Linked DNA regions of Mus musculus: region 1 is linked to region 2. The links are chromatin contacts, called in public ChIA-PET maps. All regions are on one chromosome and are shown on one strand. The core of a region is the stretch at or near the end of the contact, and the rest is flanking DNA. Distances in the headings are between cores, read along the strand shown. Region 1 overlaps Erp44 (endoplasmic reticulum protein 44). Region 2 holds the start of Nr4a3 (nuclear receptor subfamily 4, group A, member 3).

Region 1 (3,894 bases), core at 1,354-3,853, 200 kb before region 2:
GGCAAGTTCATTTTAACCACTGAGCCATCTCACTAGCTCTATTTAAAGATTTTTAAATACTGAGTTTTGTGCAACAGCCAAGAGAATGCCCTTTTATACAAATATGTCACTGTACATCTCAGATGGAATTGCTTAATAGCTGATAAACCTAATGTGTGTTGAAGAGATTATCTAATAAGTCGTGGAATATGGTTAGAGAAAGTTCTCCATTGTTGCATTAATAACAAAGTGATATAATGAACTGAAGGGAATAACTTGTACAATACTTTTGAGTCTGTGTCTATACTTATATATGTTGTCTGTTACATTTATAATATTTCACTATTAGACACTGTGTTCTCCATGACTATTAAGATCTGCTATTTAAAATTGTCCCCTCTCATCTGTCTGCCTGTGTGCATGTGTGTGTTTCTAGTTTATTTTTCAAAAGTTGAAATGTTTACTTCAACTATAGTGATTCCTCACTTCGCTTTGCCCGGGGCCCACTTGTCTTTATTTCTTGTGAACTCTGCATTTGAAGCATAAAATTGTTTGCCCCCGAGAGTCTTTATTTAGCCCAGGGCTGGTAGAAAGAGAAGTAATCTGCCAGTCTGGTGGAGTTGATGAAAATTCAAGCAGACTTTTCATACTGCACATTAATAGAAATGTTAATGCTCATAGGAAACCCCCTCACTCCCCAGAGGGAAGAGAGCCTTGGGTTGGAGGCATTTTCTTGCTTTGGGTTCTTGTAACAAACCCAGCTGGATGCCAGTCTCATCTGTTGCGTATGTCCTAGTACAGTGTTTTTAAACAGGTATTCCATAGCATCAGCATGCCTGCTGCCTGCCTGTCTGTCTGTCTATCAATCTGTCTAAAGTTGAGTTATTGGTGAGTTACTAAACTTTGAAATGTCATGTTATAAGAAATAAGTGTTCATGTAGTAGCGTCCAATGGAGTATCTGGCAGTATTTAGTATTTGACTAAACTCTGACGTTAGTGTTCACTTACTGTAAAGCAGTGATTCAGTGGATGGGTTTTCATGTGTAAATTCTGCTTTGAACAAAAGATCCCCTGGGCAGTAGATACATTAAGGTAAAGATGGAACTTAAGAATAAATATTACTTACTAAACTGAGTAAAACTTTGCTACTTTGGTTTAAAATTTGATCTTATCTCTGCATTGCAGTTGTTAGGTTAGATTCTCTTTGACAAGCTAGAACTTGGATTTCCACATTAAAGAGAAAGTGAAAACATTATTTTTCTTGGGGTAGCTGACACATAACACATCATTATCACAGACAGTGAAAGCAGTACGAGGGCTGTCCAGGCAGGTCCTCCAGGCTCTGTCTGAGATGAATGCTGGTTAGAGTCACTGAGCTTAGTTTTATATCAGCACTTTCAGAATGGCTGAATAAATTCATAATTTTCCTAGTTATTTACAAACTATTTGGAAGTATAAGAATTCTCTGACCAATTTTTAGGCTGGGGAAGTTAATATTTCTATTTTATTGTTCTAATAAATAATGAAGGTCAGAATAGCTAATAATGATTAAATCAATTGATAGATGATTTTCTAAAAACAGGTAGAGCCAACTTTATTACTGTTTTAGACTGCTTTATTTTTTTATGGAATTGTTAATTTTACATTTTTAAATTTTCAGGTAACTTCAATTTTTACACCTATAACAGCTGAAATAGCAAGTCTTGATTCAGAGAATATAGATGAAATTTTAAGTAAGTATCTTGATTTTTTTTTAAAGTATGTTTTCTTCTCTATAAATAAATTATAAATAAAATTTCAATTATCTATAGTAGATAACAAGCTGAGATTCTGGCTCATTTCACTGATTGTATAAAAGTACTTTAGGTTTTGATTATTAGTAAAATTTCTTAAAGTGTGTCCTTCTTTCCTGTTTTGTAAGACATCTAACTTGTTTGTCTTGTTGTAGATAGCATTTCTGACAGTGCATGAGGTGTCTCATAAGGCCTGCAGTTGTCACTTTACACTCTGAATATTAAGAGCCATAGAGAAGAGCCAAGAATTTCTTTCTTTCATTTTAATTAAATGACTTATTCACCCATCTTTTTAATAACATCCAGTTAAGTTCAGTAATTGTTATACTGACTATATTATTTACTGATACTGTAATTATAGATAGAATTAACTTGGGGGATATTCTGATTTTTACAGATACTAAAGAAAAGGTCAAGGCATGGTTGATATGGTGGGTGATTACAATATAGGAGATTTTAAAATGTCTGCAGTGTCCATAAATCGTCCTTCTTTAAAAAAAAAACAAAAACCAAAAAACTAAAACCAAAAATGCCATGTCACTGGTTTGCATATGACCAAACCCAAAAGTATTTGAGATGAAGAGGAAATAAAATTACCTACATTGGTTTATGTTTGTGGAGCTTTAACTGTCAAAAGACGCTATTGCCACCTCATGAGCTCTCTAGAGCAGCATCTATATACCAGGTCTTATTACTCTCCGTGCTGCTTGGGCAGCTCCAGTTCCTGGCAGAAGCTGCTGGACCGCACCTAATTTACATTTCTGTGAGTTCCTGTGTGATGGTGGAACTTCTGGTCCAGAAACCAGTTTGTGAGTCACAGCTTGAGTGAACATGCAAGTGAACCAAAAATGTGAGAGGAAAAGGGGAAGGAGCCTGGAGTATGCACTTTTCTCATCCCTGTCACCGTCCAGATTCTGAAACATCTTTGTGTATTGTTTTCATGAGTTCTGAAAGAGGTTGTTGTTGTTGTTGTTATTAAATTTATTTATCATTTTACAACCCAGTATCAGTCCTTCCTCTCCTAGTACCCCCTCATGCAAGTCCCCTTAGAAGGAGAAGTCCCTCTCTGGGTGTCAACCCCCCCCCCCCCCCCGGCCTCCTCTCCCCATATATACACACATCAAGTCACAGAAGGACTAGGCACATCCTCTCCCACTGATGTCAGAAAAGGTTGTTCTTTTAGAGGTGTGGGATCCACAGGCAGGCAACAGGTTCAGGGACAGCCCCTGCTCCACTTGTTTGGGGGACCTGAATGACAACTAAGCTGCTCATCTGCTACATATGTTCAGGGGACCTCGGTCCAGCCCGTGCCCACTCTTTGGTTGGTGATTCAGTGTCGGGGAGTCCCTGTTCTCTTCAGGTCCCTCAGTTTTTCTCCCAAGCTCTATCAACTGTTTGGGTGTGTCTCTGCATCTCTTTCCATTGTGGAGCCTCTCAGAGGACAGTTATGCTAGGTTCCTGTCTGCAAGCATAACAAACAGAATTTCTATTATTAATAGTTTCAGGGATTGGTTCTTGCCCATGGAATGGGTCTCAATTTCAGGCAGTCACTGGTTGGCCATTTAAGTTTTTCTGAGTTGGGTTTAATCAAAAGAAGCAATAGTGTGTCTTTCTCGAGTCCTTACGTCCAAAGATTCAAATAATGGTGAGATTTTGTGTGACAGAGTATTATTAAGTAGGTAGGAACTAGGAAAAGTGGATTTTATAATGCAGCAAGGTAGATGTCTGAGAATGAGACATAGGTAATTGATCAGATCTCTTCAGTGAAGAATTCACCTTGCAGAACTGGTTCCCAGTTACTATGTGTATGAAATATTTAAAAATGGATTATTAAGTAAGCTCCAGGCGATCCTCCTTTACGAGGATGGATTGCTGAGTTTACATTGCGACCCAGGACGGGGTAGAGAAAGGGTTAAGTTATATATAAGCCAACCTTTCTGTATGGCTTTCTGGATGAGTGGTAGCTATTATCTCAAAGCTTTAACTGACTGTTTATAAATGGAAAATATCATGATAAAAATTGTATTTTTAAGTATGTCAATATAGACACAAATAACTTTGTTTTTGTTTTTAAATTTCAGATAATGCTGATGTTGCTTTAGTAAATTTTTATGCTGACTGG
Region 2 (3,891 bases), core at 511-3,010:
GATTTGGGGGTGGGTGGGGGGTGCCTGTGGAGGGAGGGAGTGGTGCCACCCCCACCCCCGGCAGTCTTTGGCGTTATGTGTATCTTGCTGGGTTAAAACAACTCCAATAAAGTAATTTCATTCATTGTGTTCAGTATGCGCGTTGGGCAGCTTTTCTTTCTCCAACTTGGTTCTATAAGAAACATTTCCCGATTGTTGGCAAAGGAGCTCCAGAATTGGAACAGCGGAGGAATGGCCGAACCGAACCCTGTAACCTCTCTCCCAGCCCTCCCAGGCCCTAGGATAAGCAGCTCCAGAGCACTATTGACCACAGTCCCCGCGGCTCTTCCCTCGGGAGAAGCCGGGCACATAAACAAAAGGCCAGCTCCAAGAACGTTCTTGGAAATCAAGGGACCAATGCTCATGAGCTCCCGCATGACTGCCGGAAGCCTCCAACAGGTTCGAGAGGTGCCTTTGAAAGCCAGTCTCCGCCGGCTGCGCTCCGCTGCTCGGCTCCCCTTTTCACCATCGAGAACTTTCCTTTCTACTAAGAAGAAAACACTCGGAGCAACTTCTCCGAAAGCTCATTGAAAAGTAACACAAGCCTTTCCCACACCAGCCAAGGCCTGGAGAAGAGGGACCTGGTCCCCACGCGTGTCGGGGCGCGAGAGTCGGCAATTACACCCGATTACCTCCATGGGGAAAAGTGTAAACCAGCAAGTCGGCGACGCCAGGCAGACGTGCCTAGTGGAGCCCGGGGCTCATTTCAATACAATAAGCCGCATTCCTACAATTACACCCTCTTTGCTGAGCTCCTCCAGAGCCTCTGCAAACTCCGGCCGCTGCTGCCCAGGCACTGGCCCTCCTAAGCTTTCTCCCAGACAACCAGCTCCGTTTCACCATTAGACACATTAACTCGGACCCACCAGAGTCCCTATTTCCAATTCCACTTAAAAGGCAGGAAAATTACTGCCGTTCATCACCGGGGCTCCAACTCTGCCTCAGCGGCAGCCGCTGCCGCCGCCGCCGCCGCCGCCGAGAGCATCATTACCATGACAACTAGAGCCGAAATACCCTGAATTACGACGCTGGAGCAGCTACAGCACAAATCCAGGTCCTCCTCTTTGTTAGAGGCTTTTAGCCTCTTTGGGTGGGGAGAGGAATCTCACAAGCTTCAGAGTCCCTGAGGGCCAGCTACAAGGGAAAAGTTTCAGCTTGGAACCCACCGGTAGCTGGGCGAGAAAACCTGAAAGGGGAGGCGGCGGGAGGGGGCCACCCCATATTAAAAGTTGTCAATTTCAGGAGCGACACTTCCCAGCGCGCCAACTTTTAAGCAAGTCCCCACATTAACTGGGCATATCGTACGTACTTGGGTGCTGTGGCGGTTCCGTCTTTAGAGCGAGTTTCTAGAGAGCGACCCCGAAATCTGGATTGGGGGAGAGTCACAGCTGCTGTCCCGGAAGGGCTGCGGTGCACAAACCCAGCGGCTCCCAGAGGCGGTGAGCGGCTGGCGGGGGATGCTGCGATCCCAACTCATGGGAGAGCGCCGCCGAGAGGTTCCGCAGGCATCCAGTCTCCGGCTGCGACCAGGGGGTAGGATGTCGCCACGTTTCCCACCTCCACGGACACTGCGGGCTCTGTCAGCGTTGCAAAGTGAGCCCTGGAGGGGCGTCCGGCTGCGGCGCGGCGCGGCGCGACACTGGCGAGGGAGCCGGGTGAGAGGGGTGTGAGCGCGCGGGAGAGAGTGGAGTGTGTGTGCGGAGCGTGTGAGCGCGCGTGTGTCTGTCTGTGTGTGCAAGTGAAGGAGCGGGTGTGAGCGTGTCTGTGTATGGGGAGCGGAGGAGGAGCAGGCGCTGGAGGGGTGGGGGGCGGGAGGCAGGAGACTCGGCTCTCCCGGCTGCGCGTTCGCTCGCTCTCTCGGCACGTCATTTATGCCACAGGAGCCCTAGCAGCCTCTCCATAGAGTGCCTGGAATGCGAGACGTCAATGTGACGACATGGGACGCTACGTCACCCTCCTCCTCCCTCCCCTGGCCCAGCCGGTTCCGCGTGTGCGAGGGTGTGTGTGTGTGTGTGTGTGTGTGTGTGTGTGTGTGTGCGCGCGCGCGTGCGCGCGTCCTCCGGCCATTCTCACGGCCGCACAATGGAAACCACGGGGAGCTGCGGACCCCAGCCCTGAGGCTTCTCAGATTCGCGCGGCCAACCCCTCTGCACGGGAGCCGCTTGCCAGGGCGCCGGTCTACCAGAGGGTGCCGCAGCCCGCCCGCGGGTCAGGCGGGACCGCCCAGCTGTCAGGCTCCGGGTGGAGCAGAGTTGGAGGAGTGCTGCTGGCTCGCCTCCGAGGCTGCCCCGAGGCATCTAGCCAGGTCCAGGGGGTAAGAGAGAGGACAGCTCTTCCGAAAGGGAAGGCTACGCCAGCCAGCTTCTCCGAGTGACCTGGCAGTCGCAGCTGAAGGAGTCTGGCACCAGGCCGAAGACTCCCAGAGGTGCAGCTGTGCTTCCCTCATGCAATGGTTCTAAGGCTGTTTACGTCCCTCTGGCCCTCTGCGCCTAGGCTAATTTGCCTCTTCCTCCTGTCATGCTGTTAGTGTTTCACCCTAGGATGCAGACAGTTCCAGGGACAAGATTTTATTTCTTTTTACTTATGGTGTGAGGTTCTTGACTGGACGCTTTATAATCCAAAGAAGTGCACATCCAGCCACGCGCGCGCTGCACGAGAAACTATATATAAAACAAACACACCACACGTGTTGAACAGCTGAGTGAGTCTGACTGTTCCTCTACTCCCCAGCACCGGGTCAGACATGGAACTCAACTCGCATTTGAGGGTTGTAGATGCCTCCCCTTCCACCTCTCAAATGAAATATTCAAAATCAGTCAACAGGATTCATTAGGTTGTCTCTAGGGGATCTTAACTATGGTCTCCTGGGGCGGGGGGCGGGGGGGGGGAGGTACATTTGTCTTCCAAGTATGTAGAAAGTCTGGGCGACTGTATAAGGGACAGCGATTTTTTCCTGGAAAAAAATTTAGGGTGTCACTTTCTTGCTGAGAACAAAACAAAACAAATAACAAAAACAAAACAAAACAAAACAAAACATGTTTGAGTTAAGAACTCTTAGTTCCAAAGGTTGCTGCTAACTGAAAGTAACCTCTTTCAGAAAAAAAAATTTTTTTTTACGAAGACGTTAGAATGAAACAACACAGACAGACGCGGTCTCCAGTGGTCTGCTAGAATCTCAAGTGGCATTTTCTTTTGATCTGCCCCAACAATTGAGCGTGTGGGTGGCAAAGTTGGGGGAATAGGATCCCCTAGTCATAGCACATGCTTCAGAATCTAAGAAGGTTCGAACTAGGACCAGAAACTCGAAAAACAAAACAACACATGCATAGTGTGTCTCTCTGTCTACGCCTCCACTTTCACTTTAGCCGGCTGGTGTGCTTAAGACCGTGAGCGGACGCTCCGAAAGTTGTCCCAGTCCAGAGGAACCGAGCCCCCTGGCTGCGGGTGCGTTCCCATCCTAGCCCAGAAGGAAGGAGGGCGCTCCTACATTGAATCCATTCAAAGGCTGGGGGTTGGGGGAGCAGGACCTGGAGCCGCGCGGCGCTGACGCACGCGAGGCGCGTGATTGACGCAGGCGATGTTTCTAAATTGGGCGGTTGGCCGGGCCCAGGCGGCGGCGCGCGCGGCAGATAGCGGAGTAGATTCCCCTCGGTCACCCCCTCCCGTCTCCATTCAGCGCGGCGCGGCGTGGGGCGGGGCGGGGTGGGACGCGCGCGTCCGCGCCGGGATCCGGCGAACCAAATATAGACGGGTCCCAGCTATTTTTAGTGGGACGTCGGGCGCGCGCACGCGCGCGCCGCGCTAAGGGGCGCCCCGACTCTGCCCGGAGAGCGGACTGCCGAGTCGCCATCT

Evidence for each region. ChIA-PET counts read pairs in DNA pulled down with a chosen protein or histone mark.
Region 1: a contact with region 2 is called in an RNA polymerase II ChIA-PET map of memory CD8 T cells, with 38 read pairs. The contact joins the enhancer-like site here to the promoter of Nr4a3 in region 2. A contact is called at or near these places in 5 of 39 promoter capture datasets (the C10 cell line, hematopoietic stem and progenitor cells, pre-B cells and 1 more), 2 of 115 datasets of contacts at active chromatin or transcription factors (memory CD8 T cells and stem cell-derived neural progenitor cells) and 3 of 9 other capture datasets (adipose tissue, liver and pancreatic islet).

What each region holds. Positions count from the first base shown.
Region 1 is chr4:48,241,295-48,245,188 of GRCm38.p6, reverse strand. It overlaps Erp44 (endoplasmic reticulum protein 44), which reads left to right. Exons shown (of 12, transcript NM_029572.3): 2 at 1,640-1,712; 3 at 3,854-3,893. Among named protein-coding and RNA genes, the nearest start is that of Mir1958, 30 kb to the right of the region's middle. Within about 2 kb of position 2,603, at least 21 of the 459 cell types and tissues checked have an H3K27ac peak or open chromatin away from gene starts, as enhancers often do. A contact at or near this core is called in memory CD8 T cells, where this site is marked.
Region 2 is chr4:48,043,174-48,047,064 of GRCm38.p6, reverse strand. It overlaps Nr4a3 (nuclear receptor subfamily 4, group A, member 3), which reads right to left and starts at 1,760. Exons shown (of 8, transcript NM_015743.3): 1 at 1,349-1,760.